Regions from separate parts of the Mus musculus genome. Here regions 1, 2, 4, 5, 6 and 7 are each linked to region 3. A link is a contact called in public Hi-C and promoter capture Hi-C data. All regions are on one chromosome and are shown on one strand. The core of a region is the stretch at or near the end of the contact, and the rest is flanking DNA. Distances in the headings are between cores, read along the strand shown. Region 1 holds the start of Scamp2 (secretory carrier membrane protein 2). Region 2 holds the start of 1700017B05Rik (RIKEN cDNA 1700017B05 gene). Region 3 holds the start of Nptn (neuroplastin). Region 4 holds the start of Senp8 (SUMO/sentrin specific peptidase 8). Region 5 holds the start of Ppcdc (phosphopantothenoylcysteine decarboxylase). Region 6 holds the start of Neil1 (nei endonuclease VIII-like 1 (E. coli)). Region 7 holds the start of Gramd2 (GRAM domain containing 2).

Evidence for each region. Promoter capture Hi-C pulls out the DNA fragments that hold promoters and counts their contacts. A called contact is a pair of places that touch in the nucleus more often than the background predicts.
Region 1: a promoter capture Hi-C map of erythroid cells shows a contact between it and region 3, with 2.4 times the contacts expected there. The contact joins the promoter of Scamp2 here to the promoter of Nptn in region 3. A contact is called at or near these places in 3 of 39 promoter capture datasets (erythroid cells, liver and pre-B cells) and 1 of 115 datasets of contacts at active chromatin or transcription factors (pancreatic cancer cells).
Region 2: a promoter capture Hi-C map of pre-B cells shows a contact between it and region 3, with 3 times the contacts expected there. The contact joins the promoter of 1700017B05Rik here to the promoter of Nptn in region 3. A contact is called at or near these places in 1 of 39 promoter capture datasets (pre-B cells), 1 of 484 Hi-C or Micro-C datasets (B cells), 1 of 115 datasets of contacts at active chromatin or transcription factors (pancreatic cancer cells) and 1 of 9 other capture datasets (liver).
Region 4: a contact with region 3 is called in a promoter capture Hi-C map of pre-B cells, with 2.7 times the contacts expected there. The contact joins the promoter of Senp8 here to the promoter of Nptn in region 3. A contact is called at or near these places in 3 of 39 promoter capture datasets (3T3-L1-derived adipocytes, erythroid cells and pre-B cells) and 1 of 115 datasets of contacts at active chromatin or transcription factors (extraembryonic endoderm stem cells).
Region 5: a Hi-C map of pre-B cells shows a contact between it and region 3, with 5 times the contacts expected there. The contact joins the promoter of Ppcdc here to the promoter of Nptn in region 3.
Region 6: a promoter capture Hi-C map of pre-B cells shows a contact between it and region 3, with 2.8 times the contacts expected there. The contact joins the promoter of Neil1 here to the promoter of Nptn in region 3. A contact is called at or near these places in 1 of 39 promoter capture datasets (pre-B cells), 1 of 484 Hi-C or Micro-C datasets (B cells) and 1 of 115 datasets of contacts at active chromatin or transcription factors (pancreatic cancer cells).
Region 7: a promoter capture Hi-C map of neutrophils shows a contact between it and region 3, with 2.6 times the contacts expected there. The contact joins the promoter of Gramd2 here to the promoter of Nptn in region 3. A contact is called at or near these places in 3 of 39 promoter capture datasets (liver, neutrophils and pre-B cells), 1 of 484 Hi-C or Micro-C datasets (spermatogonial stem cells), 2 of 115 datasets of contacts at active chromatin or transcription factors (extraembryonic endoderm stem cells and pancreatic cancer cells) and 1 of 9 other capture datasets (pancreatic islet).

Annotation. Positions count from the first base shown.
Region 1 is chr9:57,559,682-57,562,747 of GRCm38.p6, forward strand. Scamp2 (secretory carrier membrane protein 2) reads left to right here and starts at 1,263. Exons shown (of 9, transcript NM_022813.3): 1 at 1,263-1,429. The coding sequence starts at 1,373.
Region 2 is chr9:57,261,128-57,264,081 of GRCm38.p6, forward strand. 1700017B05Rik (RIKEN cDNA 1700017B05 gene) reads right to left here and starts at 1,472. Exons shown (of 3, transcript NM_028820.2): 1 at 1,302-1,472.
Region 3 is chr9:58,580,565-58,583,663 of GRCm38.p6, forward strand. Nptn (neuroplastin) reads left to right here and starts at 1,676. Exons shown (of 9, transcript NM_001357751.1): 1 at 1,676-1,962. The coding sequence starts at 1,872.
Region 4 is chr9:59,748,853-59,752,029 of GRCm38.p6, forward strand. Senp8 (SUMO/sentrin specific peptidase 8) reads right to left here and starts at 1,797. Exons shown (of 2, transcript NM_027838.3): 1 at 1,726-1,797. It overlaps Myo9a (myosin IXa), which reads left to right and starts at 2,322. Exons shown (of 44, transcript NM_173018.2): 1 at 2,322-2,493.
Region 5 is chr9:57,438,167-57,441,449 of GRCm38.p6, forward strand. It overlaps Ppcdc (phosphopantothenoylcysteine decarboxylase), which reads right to left and starts at 1,948. Exons shown (of 7, transcript NM_176831.5): 1 at 1,904-1,948. It overlaps Scamp5 (secretory carrier membrane protein 5), which reads right to left. Exons shown (of 7, transcript NM_020270.3): 7 at 3,161-3,283.
Region 6 is chr9:57,146,715-57,149,818 of GRCm38.p6, forward strand. It overlaps Neil1 (nei endonuclease VIII-like 1 (E. coli)), which reads right to left and starts at 1,591. Exons shown (of 10, transcript NM_028347.3): 1 at 1,370-1,591; 2 at 1-343. The coding sequence starts at 320.
Region 7 is chr9:59,678,900-59,681,845 of GRCm38.p6, forward strand. Gramd2 (GRAM domain containing 2) reads left to right here and starts at 1,255. Exons shown (of 12, transcript NM_001379375.1): 1 at 1,255-1,353. The coding sequence starts at 1,313. It overlaps Pkm (pyruvate kinase, muscle), which reads left to right. Exons shown (of 11, transcript NM_011099.4): 11 at 1-473.

The DNA.
Region 1 (3,066 bases), core at 13-2,512, 1.0 Mb before region 3:
GAACCAACTCCACATTAGCCCCTAACACATGCGCTCCCATCCACCCCTCATGTGCACACAGCATCACTACTACCACTACAAGAATGACTACTACTACCACCATGACTATTAAAAAAAAAAAAAAAAAAAAAAAAAGCTTAAACGAGATCACTGGGTAGTTCTGAAGTGGACCTGTCAGATTACTGTTGATAAACTCCCCAGGATGTAGAAAGATGATGTCTTCATTGTAAATAGTTTTGTTTGAGATTCTTAGGAAATATCTTGGAAAAGGACATGAACATTCAAGCTTTAAGCCTGATTCATTTTACTCTAACATAAAATATACACATAGTAAAGGAATATTAACTTTATGTCAACAGCCTTTAACAGTAAATGGTAATTATGCTGGAATTTTTTTTTTCTTAGCTGGTGAGAAGAGTATCAATCAGACTCTAGGATGAGAGATTCCTCAAACCTACAAACAATAAAAAGGCAACAAAACCAAGAAAAGCAAACCAACCTGCCAAAAACCCTGGAAAAACAATAACCAAACAACCAAAAGCAAACAAAACAAAACAAACAAACAACCCCCCAAATAAAAACAAAACAAACAAACCAAAACCACAAAAATCAAAAAACCCATCTGGTTGCAACACAAGAATAGACCAATCAGTAGCGCTGTTCTATTCCAGGGTAAGAAACGATTCAAGCTAGATTTCACAGCGGCCCGAAAGACATGGATAAATAAGTTTGTGAGTTTGTGAGTGAATTAACTACCACCTCTAGGATATCTATGAAATCACAGGAGGGTGGAGCCTAAAAGAAATCCTGCTTATCTAGGGCAGGGGTTGATGCAAGGTCTTCCAGCTTTATCCTGGAGCACAGTTGTTCAGATAACTCCTGTTTGACATGTCTCCCCTGTCCTTTTGGTCCGGGACTTGCTCGAACGCCTCAATTTTGCCCTCTAGGAATGAATGCATGATCCTTTCCTGCCAGTCCTTTATTTGGAAGCTCAAAATAAATACACATAGGAAGGAAGACATCAGAAGAGATTCTGCACCGGAGGACTAAGTGGATAGAAGGTTTGGGTATGTAGCTCAAGGCTACACCTATGTCTATTATTCGTGAGACCCTGGATTCTATCCTCAGCATCTCTGGAGATAAAAAGAAAGTGGATGGAGACAGAATGAATAACCTTCGCTTTCTAATAGGCTGGGCAGGGGCGGAACGGACCTTTGTGACGTCCAGGGCCACGCCCCCACAGAGGGCGCTACGCCTGCGCCAGAACGGCTGCCTTGCTCCCGGAAGTGGAGGGTTTACACTGTGTGCCGCTGGGTCTGAGTGACCAAAGGCAGTAGCGCTCGCGGAGATCACCCGCTGGCCCTCGATCACCATGTCGGCCTTCGACACTAACCCCTTCGCGGACCCAGTGGACGTAAACCCCTTCCAGGTAGAACCCCCAATTCTCAGATTTCTTTAGGGAAAAGGGCTGCGGCCTGGGCCTCTTTCGCCAGAGCCGGGGACGTGGCGTAGGAGGGACGGATCACCTGTCCAATGGGAGAGCGGTATCTGAAGGCTGGCCTATCATAGTTTGTATGGAGGCGGGACTTTGCAACAGGTGGAACTGCGGCAAGGGGGCGGGGCGCTGTAAAGAAGTGGGCACTTAGAGCACCCCGGGTTGTAGCCCATCCGACCGGCCTCTGCTGGAGAAAAGGGCCAAGCACGCGCTTATCCTGGGGAGGTGTCTTAGAGTCAGAAAGGGAAGCAAAATGTTGCTGTGCCATTTCTACAGTCTTGGGGGATCTACCTGTATTGAGTCATCCTAGGAGAAAGGCTCATTGAAACATAATGAGGAAGTAGAAGTCTGTTGGGGTGGAGAAATGTGGAGATAACCCAACACCTAACAGCAACAGCAGTAGCGAAGCAAGCATCTAAAGTACAGGAGAGTCCCTAGTGTTTATCAAGAAGGCTGAGAGAGGGTAGGAAGAGAGGCCAAGCCAGAAAATTACTTATTGGCCAAGCACTTTGTTTGGATTGAGTTTGGGCCACACACTTTGAGGAGAGGGAGGTGAAGGAGCTTGGAGCCCAAGGTACACGGGTCTGACAAATCTGCATGGGTGGTTACCGGCCTGACCTTTGGAACTTTGAAAGAATACAACAGTCTTCGGACCTAAGCCAAAACCTTCGCGTGGAGAACGCAGAGATGCCCAGTTGTCTATGTTGAAGAACTGGAACTCCTTTTAGTGCCAAGGCGCGTTCTACTTCTCCTTTCATGTCTGCCCGAAACCAGTTTGAGGGACGCATGCTTGTGATGACTGGGGATTTATGAGCGCAGCTGTTCCTCCGGTGTTAGTATGTCACCAAGCTCTTGAATTCGTCTTGCTGGTGCTTTATTTTGGTCCTCTACAGCTTCAGCATTTCCTGAAGGTGTTGGAGAAGTCCACTGAGCTTTTCCAGGGTGGGTCCTTCCAAGGGTGGGAGCAAAGCAAAGGCGCCTTGAACTAGATGGTTATACACTCAGGGAGTAGAGTATGACCATCTTCTCTTTTGAAGTTTTGCAGTAATGGGATTGAACCAGAGCTTTGTTCGTTCTAGGCAAATCCTCCACCGCTGTGCATATTGGGTAACACTGAGCCCTTGGATTATTTATAACAGGATCTCTTCATCTAACACAGCCTGGCTCTGAACGCCCTATGTGTCTGTCACATGGTGGTCTTGAACTTGGGGTCCTTCCTCTACCTCCCAAGTGCAGCCATAACTAGCTCGAGCCACCACACCCAGCCAGGCCGAGAGTGGAAATTTTATGCTTCTTTCCCAAGGTGACCTAGCTGATAGGAACCCTTGGGCAGATTTTGGTAGTTGATTCCTTGCTACACTGGGGAGTTTAGAATATATTCTTGTAGCTTAATGCTTCTTGACAGAGCCTTTGCAGGGAACATGTCTCTTACATAAGGCAAACGTTTGCCTCTATTAGTTTAGTGAGGAGAAGAGTATTTGCATTTTTCCTGTTGCTGTCTTCTGCTAACTCCTTTGATTTAATGATAGATTGTTTTATAGTACTGGGGTTCTGTTATGTATAGCAAAAGT
Region 2 (2,954 bases), core at 222-2,721, 1.3 Mb before region 3:
ACTGAGAGAGTAGCCAAAAAGAAGGTGCCTTGTTTCCGGATACCAAAGTAGCCTAAGGCGCTTGGGGAAGGTAGGGCCAACAGGTGATCCTACCGTGAAGATGTCCAAGTTCTGCCAGTTCTTAGAGGAGTTCTAACCTCAGCCAGAACCCAGGGCAGGGTCAAGCGCCTACACTCCTGCTTTTCCACGAGGGAGACAGACAACTCCGTGGGTCCATTTCCACGTCACATCCTTGGGGCCTCATGAAGAGCGCGATCCCAGCCAAGTTGAGGCCCGCATCAGTATTCTCTCCGCTCTAACAGATACCAGTCTTCTAAAAACTTTGCGTGCTGAGGTTCTGAGCACTCACTCAACGTGGAGCAGCCCACACTTCTCAGTTTGAGAGAAAGGGTCTCCCCGGATGCTCCGCTCCTAATTTCCCTCTCCCGGCCCCGCCCGTGACCCTCGTGCCAGTGGCTCACAGCCAGCCGGCTTCAGTAGGGAACTGGCGCCCCACCGCCACACCAGGCTTCCGGGTGTCCCCAAGCCTCTCTCTCCGCGCCTCTGCAACGCACGTGCACCCCGGCAGGCTGACACACAGACTGCCGTGGGCCACGCATGCAAAGCTGTTCCTACACGTACATGCATGGCCCGAATCTGCACACATGCCCCCCACTGCCCAACGGTGCCCTTCCTTAGCTCACGTAAACGTGTAAAAAAGTCAGGAGATTCGCACTGGGAACCCCACGGATCGATGCCCGCAGACTGCACTGAGGTCCAGAAGGCTGGGGGGCTGGGGGGGGGGCGGCCTCAAAGTCTGGGCAGCCACCTCCTTCGGGACGATCCCGCCAGCTTGGGCTGTGGCCAGAGAGTGAGTCAAGCAGTGGCTAGGAAACCGCAGGCGGTCCTGTTCCAACAGGGTTCGTCCACGGCCCCGCGGCACCTCAGCGCCCGCCGCCACCAATCCCAACCCCCCACCGCCACCCCGAATCGGCGCCCGGCAATCCGCGTGAGCCTGGCCCCGCGAGAGGCCCGAGGGATCCGCCTGACTCTTCGCCAGCCCTAACGCCCAGGCAGTGCTGTGGCTCCGGAGCTCTACCAGGCCCAGGGAGCATCCAAGTCCTGGCAAAGTCTGGGCAGCGGTATGACTGGGCCCCGTAGTCTGACCGCCCGAAGCCTCAGCACCTGGGCCCCGGTCCCCGCGCTCCGTCCTGGGGCTGGCCGGTAGGGGCGCCCTGGGGCAGGGCCACCCGCCCCTTGCCCACGCGCCGCCCGCAAACTCGGCCCAAGTTTCCGCGCCTGCCGGGTAGGCGAGCTCCTACCTTCAGAGCACCAGGCTTCTAGCGGCCGCCACCCGGAGCAGCCGCGGCATCTTTCAGCGCCGCCTAGGCTGCGGGTCCCTGTCCCGCCGGCCTTGCGCGGGAAGTCGCGGCAGGCAGCTAGCCCAGAGAGACGTTCCGCGCGACCGTTCGTGCTGCCGCTGGGCGCCGTTTGTGGTCCCGAGCGGGGCGGGGCGGGGGCGGGGCGGGGGCGGGGCGGGCCGTTGAGTGGGGGCAGAACCCGGCTGTGCCTCTGGGAGCCTGCGCTCCCCTGGGTCCTCCCGTGCCGAAGGCCTGAGTGGAACCAACTTTCCCGCGACCCGGCCTCTGGCTTTGTGCACAGTCTTCGCTCGCCTCCTTCCTCAAACCTCTGCCCCGAGGGCGATCGTAAGCCCTCATTCAGTCATTCCGTTAGATCATTCATTCCTTGCTACTTTCTAGCCATGTGACCTTGGACCTGCCACTTAACCTCTATGAGCTTCAGTTTCCTCATTTGTAAAAGTGATATTCTGCCTCTTAGAAATAGGGCCATCAGGCTTCGAAAAGATGTGTAGCACATAAATTGGGGTATGGGAGGCTGAGGCAGGGGAATTGCTGAGAGTTTGAGCTGAGCCTGGGCTATCTAGCAGTCCTTTTTTTTTTTTTGTTTTGCTTTTGCTTTGTTTTGTTTGGGAAGGTCACACTATATAGCTGTGGCTGTCTGGGAACTTACTATGTAGACCAGGCTGGCCGTGAACTCAGAGACACACCAGCCTCAGCCTTCTGAGTGCTGCAGTCAAAAGCTTGGACCACCACACTCAGTTCCTAGCAAGACAATAAAAATGCTAAAGGATATCTCGAGGCAGCCCTAACTTCCTCAACAAACAAGTTGCATTAGGAAATTAAGAAGGACTTATGAGGTAAAGTACAGACGAGTATATATCAGCTCCTAGTGACCTGGAGTGGGCCAGGAATGAGACTCTGGAGATATTGCCAAGCGGCCTTGGTGGGCATCTGAGCCTTTCTGGCAAATGTGTCGCACCAGAACCGGTCTGAGCATGAGCAACCTGGAAAGCTGATGGGATGAAGCATCCCTAGCCAAGCTGATGTGTTGCAGAAAGGGGCTGGGAAACCCACTGCCTCTGTTCACCTGGACTCTAGCCCATCTGGTTGTGGGGCCTTGCCCAGCTCAGCGCTAGCACCTCTTTCTTGGAAGGAATCTAATCCTTGCAGTTCCAGGACTGCCCAAGGCCAAGGCAGGGTCGCATGGTGAAGAATAGTTGAACACCATAGAGATCAAAATTAGTTTTTGGGGCAAAACCACTCAGAACACCCATCTTGACCCAAAGATCAGGACTGCCTGAGTCAGAACAGAGCTGAGGGCACAGGTATGGGAGAAGATGGGGCTGGGGCGGAGGGGCTGGGCTCCAGGTAGGATTAGGAAGAGGAAGTGAGGTCACTCAAGGAGAAGGGGAGGGTGTCTCTTGGATTAGAGCTGGAAGATTTTTTTACAAATAGAGGCTAGACAAATAGAGGAGAGACTCTGAGGTTTGGGGCTTTCCAAATCACATTGCAAATTGGGACAGAAGCCCAGGTTGCCTGGGTTTTGTATCTTACTAACATGCTTTAACACTAGAAAGGTGCATCTGTGCCCTGCCAGCTCTGGGTCATGCCAAA
Region 3 (3,099 bases), core at 426-2,925:
TTTTTTCGGTTTTTTGAGACAGGGTTTCTCTGTTTAGCCCTGGCTGTCCTGGAACTCACTTTGTAGACCAGGTTGGCCTCGAACTCAGAAATCCAACTGCCTCTGCCTCCTCCTTTTTTTTTTTTTTTTTTTTTTTTTTAAGATTTATTTATTTATTATATGTAAGTACACTGTAGCTGTCTTCAAACACTCCAGAAGAGGGCGCCAGATCTCGTTATGGATGGTTGTGAGCCACCATGTGGTTGCTGGGATTTGAACTCCAGACCTTCGGAAGAGCAGTCGGGTGCTCTTACCCACTGAAGCCATCTCACCAGCCCCCCTCTGCCTCCTCTTTACTCCAGATTCTCTAACCCTTTGAATATAGTCAGGTCAGCAGGCCAGTTTACCCTTTCTCACTTGTAAGCCACAGAGACACCCGAGGATGTCTGTTGTGACTCATAGATGAGCTAAGCCACAGAAAACACTCCTTTGCTAACCACAAGTGCTGAGGGTGGTTCAGGGAAAACAAACAAGCCAACTCCCCCAAATCTGTGTTTGTGTTCGAGAGCCTGTGTGCCCGCACTGGGAGGCCAGAAGTTGCCTTCGGGTATCTCCCTTAACTATTCTTTTTCTTTCTTTCTTTCTTTCTTTTTTTTTTTTTTTTGGAGAATACTCAGTTTTTGAGGTAGGGTCCCTCACTGAGCCTAGACCTCATCGATCGGCTAGGCAGACTAGTTAGCAAACCAGAGAGCTCTTCTCTTCTCCAGACTCAGATTACAGCGTTGGCTCTGGTGGCCATCCTTTTCTGTTTTATGCTGGGGAAACTCAGGTCTTCACGTTTGTGTATCAAGCATTTTTAAGGACTATGACATCTCCCCAGTACTCTCTCACCGCAAAAGAAGGCATTTCTCAACTTTCTATGCAACATGGCTAAACTCCTTTTTGATTGCCCCTTTCCTGTGGGTCATCTCTGATACACCAGGCTGAACAGTGAACTGAGTGGAAACTATTTTCTTACGGGTTTCCTCTACCAAAGGTTCTGCCTATTACTGGACACACTGTGACTTCCTTGTAGAATTGGATCTGTAGCCCTGCACAGGCTAGCTCTTCAGGCCCTCAGAGCTTGTGAAGCTAAAATAAGGCCAAAGAGGGGTGGGGAGGGCACAGGTAGGGAGGAAAAGGAGGACACTTGAAGGCTGAGGGAACAGATGTCCGTGCAAGGAAGCACAGCGATCGTTAACACTGCCTGGAAGGGAAAAAAAAATCCACGAGGCAGAGAGGTTGTGGCCAGATACCTCTAGGGGTCTCTGGTCAAAGTCCAGAAGGAAAAGCAGGGTTTTGATAAGGGGTACTAATAGGAAGCTCAAAAGCAGGGTCTAGGGTATCCATTTCTGAAGCTTCGAGCAGTAACGCATGAAAGGCAGGATGGGTGGGGGGAGCATTGTTTTCTCAATGCTTCCTCTAATTTCTGAGCGCTAGGATCCCATAGAAGTGAGAACTGTACTCCGCCGTCTTCCCCCGTGGGAGAAGGAGCGGGTGGAGTCCCCGCCTCGCCCCGTCACGTGGCCAAAAGCGCCCTTCGCACGTGACCGCCCTTGTGCTTGGCCAATCAGCCTCTGCAGGGGCGGGGACTTGGGGAGGGGGGGGAAGAGGGCCTCTTCTCGCGAGCCTTGCCGCCGGTGCTCCTGGCCCGCCCACGGCCGCCAGCGGAGGTCTCGCGAGGCTTGGACGCTGCGGCGGTAGGAGGAGGACAGGGAAGGACGGAGCTCGGCCGCGGCTGCCTCCCTCGTTCACTCCCTCGCGCGCGCGCTCGCCCGCCCCCTCCCTCCCTCCCCTCCCTTTCCCCGGCCCCGGCCCCGGCCCATTCGCTGCGCGCTCTCCGGCTAGGGAGGATGTCGGGCTCGTCGCTCCCCGGCGCCCTGGCCCTCTCGCTCTTGCTGGTCTCTGGCTCGCTCCTTCCAGGGCCAGGCGCTGCTCAGAACGGTAAGCCGAGGGGCCGGGGGCGGGTCGGGCGGGGGCGCCCGGCTCTGGCAACCAGAGGGGCCGGGCCCAGGCCTGAGGGGGATGCCGGAGCCGGCAGCGGGCGACCCGGCTGAGGCGAGGAGGTGCTTCGCGGAGAGGTGGAGGCGTCGCTTTGGTGCGAGCCCGGGGCTCTGTAGACAGGTCCGCGGCGTAGGGCTCATCGCGCACCGGGAGCTGGAGTAGCGGGGGCGGCTCTGGAGAAAGCGGCGGGAGACAGGCGTTCGAGTTCGAGCTGGCGGAGGGGTGGTGTCGGCGAGAGAACCGGGCTCCGCGGGCGCTGACACCCGGGATTCTACTGGGGCCCTGGAACCCGGGTGACATTCTGCAAAATGGGAGGAGGGGGGAAGCTGGGGTCAAAAGGATCCCGTAGAATACCTAGAGGCAGCAGACTGCTTGAGTCTCTCAAGGAGAGGGGTTAGTGAGCGATTCGGGAAACCTTGGATTTGGGGGTAGAGGGAAGGTGGGTGGAAAGATGGAGTGGGTTGACTGCAGTAGGGGGACCTGGAGAAGAGAAGCAGCAGTGTCTCCAAACGAGCTGGGGGAAGAGGATTGGGTTTTGCCAAGGAGGGTGGAGTGCTGGGCATTCTAGGGTAGCGGTTGGGAAAGCAAAAGGGAGTTTCTAAATAAGGAGAGGAAAATGAGCAGAGGATGCGGGGAAAGCTTTAAAACCGAGGTAGAAGAAATATCAGGGAAGTAAAGGGTGCCTGGGTATAGTGGTGGGAGTGGGGGAAGACGGAAAAATAAGGGAAGAGAGTAAAATGCAGGAAGTCGGGGGTGTAATGTTGCTTTGTAGCGCGGCGGATACATTAGGGAGGGGACGAGTTGTGGCAAATGCTTTATGATGCTAGTTCGGCCTTTGGGGAGGGCTGGGACACAGCCACATCTGCAGTGGTGGGATTGAGGGCAATGAGAGATGGTGGCAGGGGAGATGGAGGAAGTGGGCTTTTAGAACTGAAAGTTTCAAGATTGCAAAGATGTTATTTCTGAGGAATATGAATGTGGTCTCTGGGTTGGGTTTAAGGTACAGTGGAAGTGAGAATTGGGTTGCGAACTGAAGCTCTTTAGAGAAGATGGTGAAAGATAATAGGCTTGGGGAGC
Region 4 (3,177 bases), core at 547-3,046, 1.2 Mb after region 3:
TCTGTTTTGGGGGAGGGGCTAAAAATGTAGATGGTTTTTAAGCTTTGAGCCTGGACATATAGCTTATACAACCGGGTTACCAGGAAGAGGAAGGGTCCATAACTGAGGTGATCTGATTAGGATTGGAGATGGGAAGCAGAAGTGGTAGCCGATGCAAAGAGGATCCGAAAGCTTACGGCCGCCTTGGCTACCAAGCAATTCAGTGAGTCCCTATTGCAAAAACCCAAAGCAAGAGCAAAAACTGAGAGAAGCTGGGGATAGGGCTCAGTTGAGGAGCACGGCCTAGCACTAGCTGCAAACTTCCCGCCTACATGCCCTCCCCGCCTCCCACGCACACGGAACCGTCCTGACTGGAAAGGCAGGAGTGGCTTCCCTTCTCTCAGTTCCCAGAGCAGTCATTTAATTCTTTCAGTCTTCTGCTAAAGCTTCTCATCTTATCTTCAATTCTTTCTCGTCAAAGGATTCCTGCTTTTAAGGTTTGGAAATCAACTCCCTCAGCTTCTTGTCTATTCACACCACTCATCGCTCCTGTGTAGCTTGCTGGACTCTACCCTTAACATTAGTCATCTAGTGAGCTATAGTTTGTTGGAGGGGTATTAGTTTTACTTAAAAAAAGAAAAAAAAAAAAGCATCCTAGGTGATTCTAATGGACGGACAAGCTCGTGTTCTCCTGCTGTTTTTCTCTTCTCTACCCCTCCTCACCCTTAGTCATTCACTTTCAGGTTCCATGGCTCACCCTTCACTCACCCATCACGCCCCGACCTCCCCAAGTCAGGACTGACCCAGAGCCCAGAATCTAGTGCTTGTTCTACTCACTGAGCTAAACTTCACTTTATTCTTTGAGGCAAGGTTTCACTATGTATCCCCTGCTAGCCTGAAACTCGGCGTGTACTACCATATCTGCTTTTTTTTTTTTTTTTTTTTTTTTTTTTAAAATTGGCTCAGACTGGCTTCCCACTTGGAGATCTAGCTGCCTTATTCTTTCAGGAGCTAACAGGCCAGCCATCCCAGGCAATCAGCCATCTTCAAAAACAGCCTTTGCACCTGCATCTGATTATTTCTTGCACTTGTTATAGTTAAGTTTCCCCCGCCTTGTGATCAAGATTGGCCTTAAATTCACTCGCCACATAGTCTAGTTGTTTCAAATGGAAGTCTACCTGCGCGGTTTTTACTAGGTATATGCCAATCCTCTTGCTTTTTACTCTTAGGTTGTTTGTCACATGCCTTTGTACTAGCCTTTCTCTACTCCCATTTTCTTTCTGGCCAGTTTCGGTCCACCAAGGTTTTAACACGAGTTCTCCACAGGCCTGAAAGTCATTTGGGAAAAGTCCTCTTCTGCAATCAAGGACCCCCCCCCCCCCACTCCCCCGTTTGTGTTCAGCTCATCCCGTGTTATTTTACTGTGTTACCATTGCGGATTCTTTGTTTCCTACATCACAGCACTTCAAAAGAGCGGATATTTTTTCATTTTCTTCTAATATTCTGGATTTTACAGCATAGAAACAACTCAGTGAAAAGTCTGTGGAATGAATGGAAAGAAATACTTGGCCACGGGGGCGGGAACAAGTGGGGGGAGGGGCGTGCGTGTGTGGAAAAGGGGCGGCGCTGAGAATCCAGCTGCAGAATGAGGAAGGGGCTCGGACACACTAGAGTCTGCGTGGAGCGCAAAGCGATCCACTGCTTCCAAAAACTGAGACAAACCTAAGTAGGGAGGAGGCGTCTTACCTATTCCTCAGGCCTCACCAACCCAACCAGCCTTCAGGGAGCTCTGTACTGGCCGGAAAGTGAGACTTAAGGTCGTAATCCCAGAGTTTGCCTTTCCAACCTTACGACGTTTTTATGTAGTAATCGAGAATCTAACACGGAGGTCTCAGCCCTGCCGTAAAGTGAAGAAGGAATGGGGAGGCGGGGCCATTCGGAGGGTGGAAAATAGGCGTGTCCGCGCAAGCGCAGGCAGCCCGCTCCAGCAGCGTCACGTGCGGAGGCGGGGCCGGGCGGGGCTGTCCGGGGCTTGGCAGCAGGGGGCGTGGGAGGTAAGTGCGCGCGCGCCTGCTCGGCTGCTGCTGGAGAGCCGCGCGGGGCGGGGCCGCGTGAGCGGGGTCGGGGGCGCGCAGGCCTGAGAGGACTGGGGACGCAGAGGCAGTTGGCGGTGGCCGTCGGAAAGTCCTGGCAGGACGGGGAGGGACTGCGGCGGAGATACCGGTCCCCGGGCAAAAGCAGGGACCGCGGTTTAGCTTCCAACGCGTGCTCTCTGGGCGGGGTGCGGCGGGGGATGTGCCTGCCCAGTCCGGGCGGAGTCTCTCTGACAGGGCGGGGGATGCGCGGCCGCCGCTCTCTCGGACCCTGAGGCGACTGGGCCCACCCTCGCGGAACCCTCCTACCCCCCGGCGGCCTCGGCCTCTGCTTTCTCCTTCTGACCCTGGAAACCGAGCTGGGGAAGCGGCTACCGCCGAAGAGGAAGGGGCTGTGGTGGCCACCGCGGCGCAGCCAGAGGTAAGACCCGCCCCAGCACCCAGCGGCCCTGCCGCCTGGCCTGGCCCGGCCCACGTCTCCCGCTCGGCTCTTTGGCTCCCGGAGGGCTGCCCCGCCCCGCCCCGGCGGAGACGCCCCGCCAGCAGCTCTGCCCCTAAAGCCTAGCAATCGCCGGAGTACCGCCGGGATTCCACCCCCAGACTCGACTCTCCCGTACCTTTCATTGACCAGACACCATTCTGTCCACCAGTAGCCGCGGCGCTTCTGTCACTGGCCCCCTTCCACCTCCTGCTAGAACCTCTTTAGACCCTCTTTAGGACTCTGACTGGAACCTCTAGACACCGTTATGTCGGAGCGGATCCTTGTCTGGGAACCAAGGCCACTACTGCTTCCTAATGCATTGCTACGTCCCAGATCTTTGGGTATCCTACGAGTCATCGCTACCCGAGCTTTCATAGGGACCCTCACGCAGCTTACTTCCAGTCAGGTTTGCTAGGTTTTCCCCCTACCCATACGAGCTTTCAGATAGCCCAATGTCATGATGCTCTTACCTAGTAGGTCTCCGGTTAGCCCTTCAAATCACCATCAGAGTGCTGGATCGCCCCCTCACACCCCCCCCCCCCCCGCCCTGGTGTAGTTTCTCTAGAAGACCTCTTAAGCAAACCTTGTTACCTGATTTCTAACCAATCGGGATCTTTGGTTGAA
Region 5 (3,283 bases), core at 698-3,197, 1.1 Mb before region 3:
AGATCCTCTGCTTATGTAATAAGTATAACTTCCAAAACACAGTAGCCAGAGAGAAACTTTTGCACACGTAGAAACGGTCCCTATCTGTGCTTCTTCCTAGCTGGTTAACAACGCCCCTTCTGATGCTTCAGAGCACGGATTTTCCTGCACACTTCCTTTAGCTCTGGCAGACAGTTAAGATGGTAGACCACCCTCCATCTTAACCACAGAGCCCACTGGTTCAGACCAAGATAAGGCTGTACATGTTTGCATTCCCTGACCTATCATGCTGGTCCAGAAGTGTCCAGCATTATAATATCTGAACATTATAATATCTGATTCTCTCCCACCACTACTGACCCTCCCAAGAAAAAAACAAAAAACAAGCTTATTTTATCACATGGTGCAATGTTCCCTTTCAACCTCCAGAGTCGAGCTTGAGTCACTCTTGGCCATCCTTGGACTTCAGATTAATTTTTCTTCCCACCCTCATAGACTGAGGTACACATACAAGGGATACACTTGATGCGCTGGCTACCTAGACCAGTCTTATATTCTAAGCTGCATATGCAGGGAACAATTTTTTTTCATATTTTTACTTGACCTTTATTATAACCACAGAACTTACACTTAGTCTTATGTATATTTCAAGAAAAAGTAGGGTTTGGTGGCACATGCCTTTAATCCCAGCACTTGGAATGCAGAAACAAACAGATTTCTAGGAGTTGAGATTCGAACATACTAAGTCCTGTAGCTAGGGCTACACAGTGAGACCCTGAGAGGGAGAGGGAGGGAGGAGAGGGAGGGAAAGAGAAAAAAACGAGGGGGAGAATGGAGGGGAAGGGAGAGAGAAATTTAAGAGAGACACAGAGAGAACACATACACAGCAGAGAAAGAGGCCTCTGTGTGAGACTATAATTCTCTCAGTTTAATCAAGGACAAAGTATAAAATTTCCATGTATACCTACCAGTAATAGAATGGGCAAGAATGTAGCCAAGAAAATGTGACCACAGGATACGGGCAAGACTGTAGCCAAGAAAGTGTGACCACACTGCACCTAAGGAATGCTGGTTGCAGCCAAAATGTTTGGCTTTCCAATGGATGTCTCAAACCGGAAGTAGGCATGTTTGCCTCTAAAGTTACTGCAGTTTCATCTGTACACCTCTTGAGGACACGTGTCAGGAAGATACATCACAGCCTTGCTGGTTCCCAGCTGCTAGAAAGAAGCAGAAGACCCCAGCTCCCAAACACGCATCACTTCCTGCAGCTGGGAATCTCTCCTGCCCACTATCTAGTTCTGGCTTCCAATATTCCAAACGTCGGTGACGGTGACATTTTTTTTTCTGACAAAAACTGCTCTAACTCTAATTTGAAATGCCACTCGGCAAGTTTAGGGTTTAAGCATCTAAATACTGCCAGCGTTCTCCTTTCTCTCGTTTATGATTATAAAATACAATTTGAGGCACGTTGGCTCAGCAAGGTAGCTTGCAGACAAGTCTGAGGCCCTGAATGAGGGCGGGACTTACAGGGTAGAACTGAGTCCTGCAGGTCGTCCTATGACCTCAACACGCACGCTGTGACAGCCACCCCTCTTACAAAATAAACGTAATTTAAAAAAAAAAAAAAAAGTTTGTATTTCGGGGCGGTCCTAAATCTTTGGGAGGGGGGCACCTTATGCTGCAGTTTTTCAAAGGTAAGCGTCAAGTGTGGGTGTCTTTTAAACTAAGGATAGAGCATGATATCTGCGGGCACCGGTGCAGCTGCATAGCCCCCAATTCTGAGACTGGAGTCACACCTATAGCCCCACATCTGACACATTACACATGGACCTTCACGCGGACCCACAGCGACCAGAGGAGCTTCTCCCACCGCCCCACCCGGCGGCACCACCGACACAGCTTTCCCGCCCCTTCCACTGCTCACCAGCTCCAGGATACCCGCAAGTATCGCGGTATCTAGGCGCCTTTCCGGCTCTAAATGACTCCAGAGAAAGCGAGTGATCGCATGGCCTTCTGGGAGTCGTGGTCTATTTCTGTGGCTTCTGGGAGTTGTAGTCATTGGGGCTCCCTGTGCAAGGCTAAAGCCACATTAGGCAGGGGAGCCGCGACATTGAAAGGCTCACTTTGAGCAATCTTTTTCTTTTTTTCTTTTTTTTCTTTCTTTCTTTCTCTCTCTCTCCCTCTTTCTCTTTCTTTCCTTCTTTCTTTTTCTTTTTCTTTCCTTCCTTTTCTTTCTTTTTCTTTTCTTTCTCTCTTTCTTTCTTTCTTTCTTTCCTTTCTCTCTCTCTTTCAATAACTGGCATGTCTGAAACTTAGAACTCTGCCAGCTTCTGCCTCATAAGTGCTGGGATCAAAGGGGTGTGCTACCGTGCCCATTGCTACTTGAGAGGAATCTTGAGAGATGACCATCACAGAGGATCTAGACAACATTCTTAGAGAGCACATCTTTGGCAAAGCCTAGGCACATTCGAATCGTTGTAGTCATTACCCTGCAGCAATCAGAAATTTCAAGAACTTACATGTTCATTGAGCCCACTCAATCAGCTTCAAGAGACCCACCATGGGAGCTAAGGAAGGCCAGTCTTCTAGTCCTAACACTAAGGGCTATGGTGGTTTGAATATGCTTAGCCCAGGGAATTAGGAACAATTAGGAAGTATGGCCTTGTTGGAGTGGGTGTGGCCTTGTTGGAGGAAGTGTGTCACTGTGGGGGTGGGCAAATATATCTTCCTAGCCACCTGAGGCCAGTCTTCTCTTGACTGCCTTTGGAATAAGTTATAGAACTCTCAGCTTCTGTAGCACCATGACTGCTTGGATGCTGCCATACTTCCCGCCTTGACAATACTGGACTGAGCCTCTGAACTTGCAAGCCAGTCTCAGTTAAATGTTATCCTTTTATAACAGTTGCCTTGGTCGTGGTGTCTCTTCACAGCAATGGAAACCCTAAGTCACAGACACAGTCAGGCCATGCGCCTCACTCAGTGTTACAGGCCACTCCTATTTCCTAACTGGTAGTTGTGGCAACTACTTCATGGCCTACTCAGGGCTGCTTCAGAGGAAGGATCACAAAATACATGGTTTTTGGCATCACAGATCCACTCAACTCAATTCCACAACCCTGCTTCACATCCCACATCAAGGCTTCATTGAGACCCACATGGAGACAAGTAACACAGAGGGACATACAGGGTCAAATGATCCCTTTATTATATTCATCCAGTTACACAGATAGACACTGGCTCGGGCAGGTCAACTGCCAATGAGGGGATAGTTTGTGTCTCTCAGAAACAAGGGGCAGTGGGCACC
Region 6 (3,104 bases), core at 341-2,840, 1.4 Mb before region 3:
GCAGGTGGGGCTGTGTAAAAACGTAGATGGGCGTGGCGGGGCAGTGCCTCTGCGGGTACCAGCTGGAAGGATCCTGACATCCCAAAGCGGAAGACAAGGGACAGTGGCTTCTGAGGGGGCTGGGACCCAGGCAGGGGGCTCAATGTCAAGCGCAGCTCCTTGCCTCGGGCTAAAGCTGAGATGTGGTAGGCACTGCTCTCAAAGGGCACCTCCGGGTTCCGGCTGACAGAGGACTTCTCCACACACCCACCAAATACCAGCCCCTTACATGTCTCATTCACAAAGTGGCTGGCCAGGTGCAGCTCTGGGCCCTCTGGCATTCTGAAGGAGGAATGGCTGGGCCCTGTAGTAGGAAGAGGACAACAGGTCGTGCCAGAAATGTCTTGTTCAGTAGGAATTATTACCAAGTTTGTACAGAGGAAAAGTCAGAGACACAGAGAGGCATAGCGCCATATAGGATAGGCAAAGAAATGGTGGCCTGGCCACCCATCCAAGGTACTGGGTACCAGGAAGCTGAAGCTGGGAGGCACATGGCTGTCTTGCTCACTGGTGCTTTCCTTCCATGGCCTCCACACCTCGCTTTAGAATACAGTTCAGATTCTTGCTGGAGCCTATTACCTTGTGTCCCCCAATCCCTCCTACCCACTTACAAACCTGTTCCTCCCCAACTCCTGGCCTTTGCCCCTGCTGCCTCCCATCCCACACACAGTAGGAAGTTTGAAGGAGGCCTTCTCTCTCCCTAATCCACATCTTAACTTAGGAGCTCCCAAAGTTCAAAGCTACTCAGCATCTGTTCTAGCACCTCACGGCACCCAAGGCAAAGCTCGGGTCACTCATCCACTACAGCTCAATCAGGCCCTGAATCTGTCTACATCCATGGAGGTAGAAACTCAAATGTGCGCTGGACCAATGGGATTGACCTAGCCTGCCATGGTCACCCAGGCAGAAGAGAGAGGCTTTCTCCCGGCTGCCTTCTTGTCAGGACAGGAGGCAGAAGTAGGAGAAGGGTAAGCTCCAATCTGTGCACAGCCCTGTTCTCATGGATCCCTGGGGTGCCAGGAAGGACAGGGCTCTCGTTCTTTGTCCTCACCACCCTCCTCTATCCCTCACCTCGCGCTTTGCTACTAGCAAGATCTGAGGAGAAGGTAGGTAGGGAAGACGGGCGGTTTTAAAGTAGACGCGTTGGGGGCTTGGCACCAAAAAGGGTTCGGTTTGCGGAAAACCTTCAGAGTCCTAGTTTTGCGAGGTGTGAGATAGCGCACACACCCAACAAAATTTTGGTTTCTCTGTCTTTCCCGGGCTCCCAGATCCTTTAGATCTTCACCTTTACTGAGACCCCGAATCGCCCCCATTAAAGTTGAATGAATACCTGCTCTGGTTACTGCTCAACCTGAGGCAGCAGCCAGTAAGGGGTTAATCCCAGCAGTCTGCCGAACTTCAGAGCACGCTGGGAAAGGCTAGAGACACTCTGGTACCTGCTGGGAAATGTAGTTTTCTCAGGCAGGCGGCGCAGTATGGAATGGAGTTCCTTATTTATGAGAATCCCGGGTGTTGGGCAAGCTTTGGAGCAGTCGCGTAACCCGGAGGTGACGAAAGAACTGTGAGCAGAGCCTTGTTCCGAACTGGTGCCCGGAGTCGCAGCTGCGTCTGCAGTTGAAGTCACCAGTTAGCCTGGCCAGGATTGACGCCAGCAGCCGGAAACGGCGCTGTGTAGAGCCACAAGCAGCTGTATGCGAGGCATACACAGGTGCAAGATAAACAATCCCTGGGGACCCAAGATGGCCGTGTCAATGAGCAGTCAGATGTAACATATAAACAACTTTATCACGGCCTGCGGGAGCTAGGGGGCCGAGAGGGGGGAGTGCATCCGGCAATACCACAGGGGCTTATATCTGGGGCAGCACTAGGTAAAGTCAGGAGTTAGGCACAAAAGCTTGGTTTGACTGTCACAACCTCAGGCAAAAAAAAAAAAAAAAAAAGTGTCGGCAAGATACCTTTTGCCAGGCACAAGGGATCGATTCAAAGTTCAGGAACAGAAGCTGAGGAAGGCCTGTGTGGCTGCCGCAGGGGTGAGTGGTGATGGGTAGGCTAGGGGAGAACAAGAGGAGAGAAACATTGGTGAGGCTAAGCCTCAAACGTCCCTGGGAGATGGAAGCAGCATTATTAAAACGTATAAAAGAGAAAGAAAGCCTCTGCAGGTGCGTTGTGCTGACCAACAGCGGAGACTCACCCTTTTACACACTTATTTCTCTTGTTCCTCCAGTCACCCATTTACTCATTTCTTATATTTTTTAGGAGAGGACGGTTAAAGAGAGGGTCTTGCTATGTATTCCTCATTGTCCTGGGCCTCAGACTGGTTCCCAGCTTCCCCTGATCTTCTCTTCAGCCTCCTCAGTAAGAACTGGGATGATAGGAAAGGGCCACTGTCGTGGTTTGAATGAGAATGGCCTCCACAGGCTTCCCGTCTCATCAGGCGGCTGTACTCACGTGTTCAAGCATGAACTAGCAAGCTCGCACACACATGGGGTGGGGAGGGAGATGATAAAAATGTCTTAAGAAACACAGCGTGTGGAATATAAGCAGAGTGGAATATTATACACTGCCTGCCACAGGTAGCAGCATAGGTGATTTTGAGGATATTATGCTAGGTGGTAGGTAGGTCAGTTACAGAAGGACAAACACTGAGATTCCATTTATGTGAGAAGTCCACATTAATCAGACACACAGAGTGAGGAGAAAGATTGTTGAAGATGGGGTAGGGGAGGAGAGGTTGATAGTAGGAATAAAGTTCCAGTTGCCTAAGATGAGCAAGTGCAGCATGCGGTCTGTAGCTAACACTGTTGTACAGCAAACTCTCTGTTGGATTCTTTTTTATTGTCGTTGTGCTGTGTATATGATGTGTGTGTGTGTGTGGGAGGTATTCATGTACCACAGTGCACATGCGGAAGTCGGAGTCAGGTCTCTCTGGCCAGTTGAAGCAGGCCTCTCTTGTTTATGCTGCTGTACTGCACTCCAGGCTGGCTGGCCCCAGAGCTTCTGAACAGCTCTCCCGCCTGCACCTCCCATCTCCCTCTCCATTTAAGAGGAGTTTTGAGGTTCTAGAT
Region 7 (2,946 bases), core at 5-2,504, 1.1 Mb after region 3:
GCAACGCTTGTAGTGCTCACTCTGGGCCATAGTGTGGCGCTGGTGGGCTGGGACACCAGGGAAAATTAATGCCTCTAAAACATGCAATAGAGACCAGCTATTATTCAGGGCCCTACCTGAGCCAGGGGTGGAGGAGGAATGCAGGACTGGAAACCCTGACTTTATCACAGAAGGGCGGCAGCATCTCTGGGCTTTGCTTCTGTAGAAAGTTGTCAGAATTCCCAGCCCTAGCCTGGAGTCAGGAGACAGCAAAAGAGTAGGGGCTGAGGGTGTGGGGCCCAGGGTCCCAGTGTAGATGACGACTTCTGGCCCTGGCCCTGACCTGCTTTCCCAACAGCTTTGGCCTCCCCACTTCTTGTGCACTCCACTTCTGTCACTGCAGACACTCCACTCTCCACCTTGTATTCTGCAGAGTCTCCAGGCCTGTTGCTATAGTGCCCACCTGAATGTCAATAAACAGCAGCTGAAGCACCTGTGTTGTGTTTTGTTTTGTTTTTTTCCGGGGGTTGGTAGTGGTGGTCGAGCCCTGCCCTTTGAGCAATTGAGAATGACAACAGCCAGGAGGCCTGGCCTTGGGTGCTATGGATCCACCAGATAACCTTCAAGCACGGGACCACTGGAGACGCCGGAGACTGAATACTTTGGGAGTATATAAGTTGCCTCCTGCACCAAAGTGCGGCTGTGTATCGGGAAGCTGATCCGTTCTATTTCAGGGCAAATACTAGAAAAGTCTGGGACAGGTTCAGCTAGCACCTAGAATGGTCGAATAGTGGGCTGATCCCTGTGGTAGAGGCCTGTTGAGGGCGCTGTAGGATGAGTCCCTGATTGGATACTTCACAAAACCCTCAGCCTCCATAACAGTTAAGCACAAAGGGTCTCTTGTTTTCCTGTTGCCCTCAGGAATAAGGTACATAGAAACAAGGTGGGACCCTTGTCCCTGGCAACTCCCAACAGCCACCTAGTCAGAGGCTAAGGCCTCTGAAATTGAGATGTTGCAGCACCAAGAGCTCAGGTTAGGTAAGGAGGTTGGAAGGCGGAGTAGAATGAAGAGCCCTGAGGGAACATTTTGATATGAAGTCCCATAATTGAGGACCCAGGCCCTGGTTTCCTCGACCTCACAATTTTGAAGACCTACCTGCAGCTGGGACCCATCAGGGCGGTCTGGGAGCGGGGAAGGCTCCACCAATTGAGCCAGGCTCATTCTGCGCGAGCGGCCAATAGGCGTGTGGGGGCGGGCCTTTCCCGGGGTGGGCGGTCCCCGGAGGGCACTGGGTCTGGCGCACGGCCTCGGGCTCCCGGAGAAGGCGCTGCGATGACCGCCCTGAGCCGTAGCGAGCCTGTCGAGGCGGGCAGGTAAGGGAGGCGTCCCGGGGCTCCAGGTCCAGGAGGCTGCGACGAAGGGCAGGGCGACTCTGGGAATGCCGCGCCTAGGCGCCTTCTGCCTCCCGGCTGGGCACTTCCAACCGCAGAAATTTAGGCTTGGACCCTGCGCCTCCGCCCGGCTGTGAGGTGTGCGAGTCTGGTGCGATGTATCCGATGTGTCTTGGTGGCTTCAGGCGAGCGGAAGGCACGCTCCCTTCTGGAAATCACCTCGTGTCGGCCACCCTCGCGGTCCATTCATTTGTGTTTCATTCATTTCTCGCCATAACGACCCCCCAGTCCCGGTTGTCTCCACACACAGCCTGGCGCTTCCCTGTGGGCCTCTGCAAAATCAGCTCCTCTCCTCTCCTCTCCACTCCCAGCGGGATCTACTCTTAGGAGCACACTCGGCTGCTTCTGAGGCAACGTGGAGCTGTCCCAGCACGACTCGGCCGCACCCCGTGCGCCAGGCCCGGGCGGGCTGGGGCTGGTCTCCAAGCCCAGAGAGCTGGTTCAAAGTCGGCTTGGGAGGAAAGGAAAGTTCTTGCAGGTAGTGGAGAATAAGTGGGGGGAGAGAAGACAGGAGGCGGCATGGCAGATGACATCAAGAATGGTAACTGTGAGCTGGGAGGGTAGGTAGTGTTTACCTAGCATATATAAGGCCTTGGATTTGGTCCTTAGCACTGCATAAAACACATTGGTGATGCACATCTACAATTCCAGCACCGTATGCAAGATGGTTCATGCTTGCTAGCTCCTGGGAAGCTTACATGAGCTGAGATTCAGGGTCATCTTGGACTACATAATGATTTCAGGTCCAGCCCTGGGGAGTTAGGGAATTTAACTTTTGAAGTGGTGCAGATGAGATTATTTAGGGGGAAGATGCGGCCCGTTGATGAAACTGTAAATTCTTGCTCCCACCCAGCCCCAAACCTGCAGGATTGGACATCCCTGGCCAGCCAGGATGGATTGAGGTGGGGCAAATGTGATCTTGTTCCCACATCAACCTTGGTACATAGGGTGATGAGTTAGCACTCAGTCCTCTACGGGCTTGAGGGGGTGGGCTAGCTGTGATCAGCCTTTGTCTCTGGGTTTGCCTCCTTCAACGTACGTATCTGGTTGTGCAAAGGTGTCCTTCCACTCCTAAAGCTGGAAGACAAGAGTCTTGCCAGAAGAGATGGGTAGAGGGTATCGCTCGCCCTGTGGACTGCTCTTCAGTCTCCTCATAAGGCCAGTTAGACTGCAGCATAGAAAGGCATTCTTAGAGTAAAGGTTAGAGTTTGGCAGTCATTAAGGGTGTTCTTAGTGGGGACCTTGGGGCAAGTGAGCAGACCCAGTGGGCAAAGCTGACTGGTTTCACCCCAGCAATTCAGGAGGTGTCTGCTGGGGCCAAGTAGAAAAGGTTTTCTCAGCTTCCCAGAGGGCAAGAAGTTTCTAAATAGTCTGGAAAGGTCAGACTGAGCCTCATCCAGGCCTTACTGTTGGTGCTTGTTTTAAAATTTCAAAACTCGGGTTGGTCCTCAAAACTTTATCTGGGACTAGAAGTGAATATGTTAATTCATTTACTGGGGATGTTCTGGTGACCCC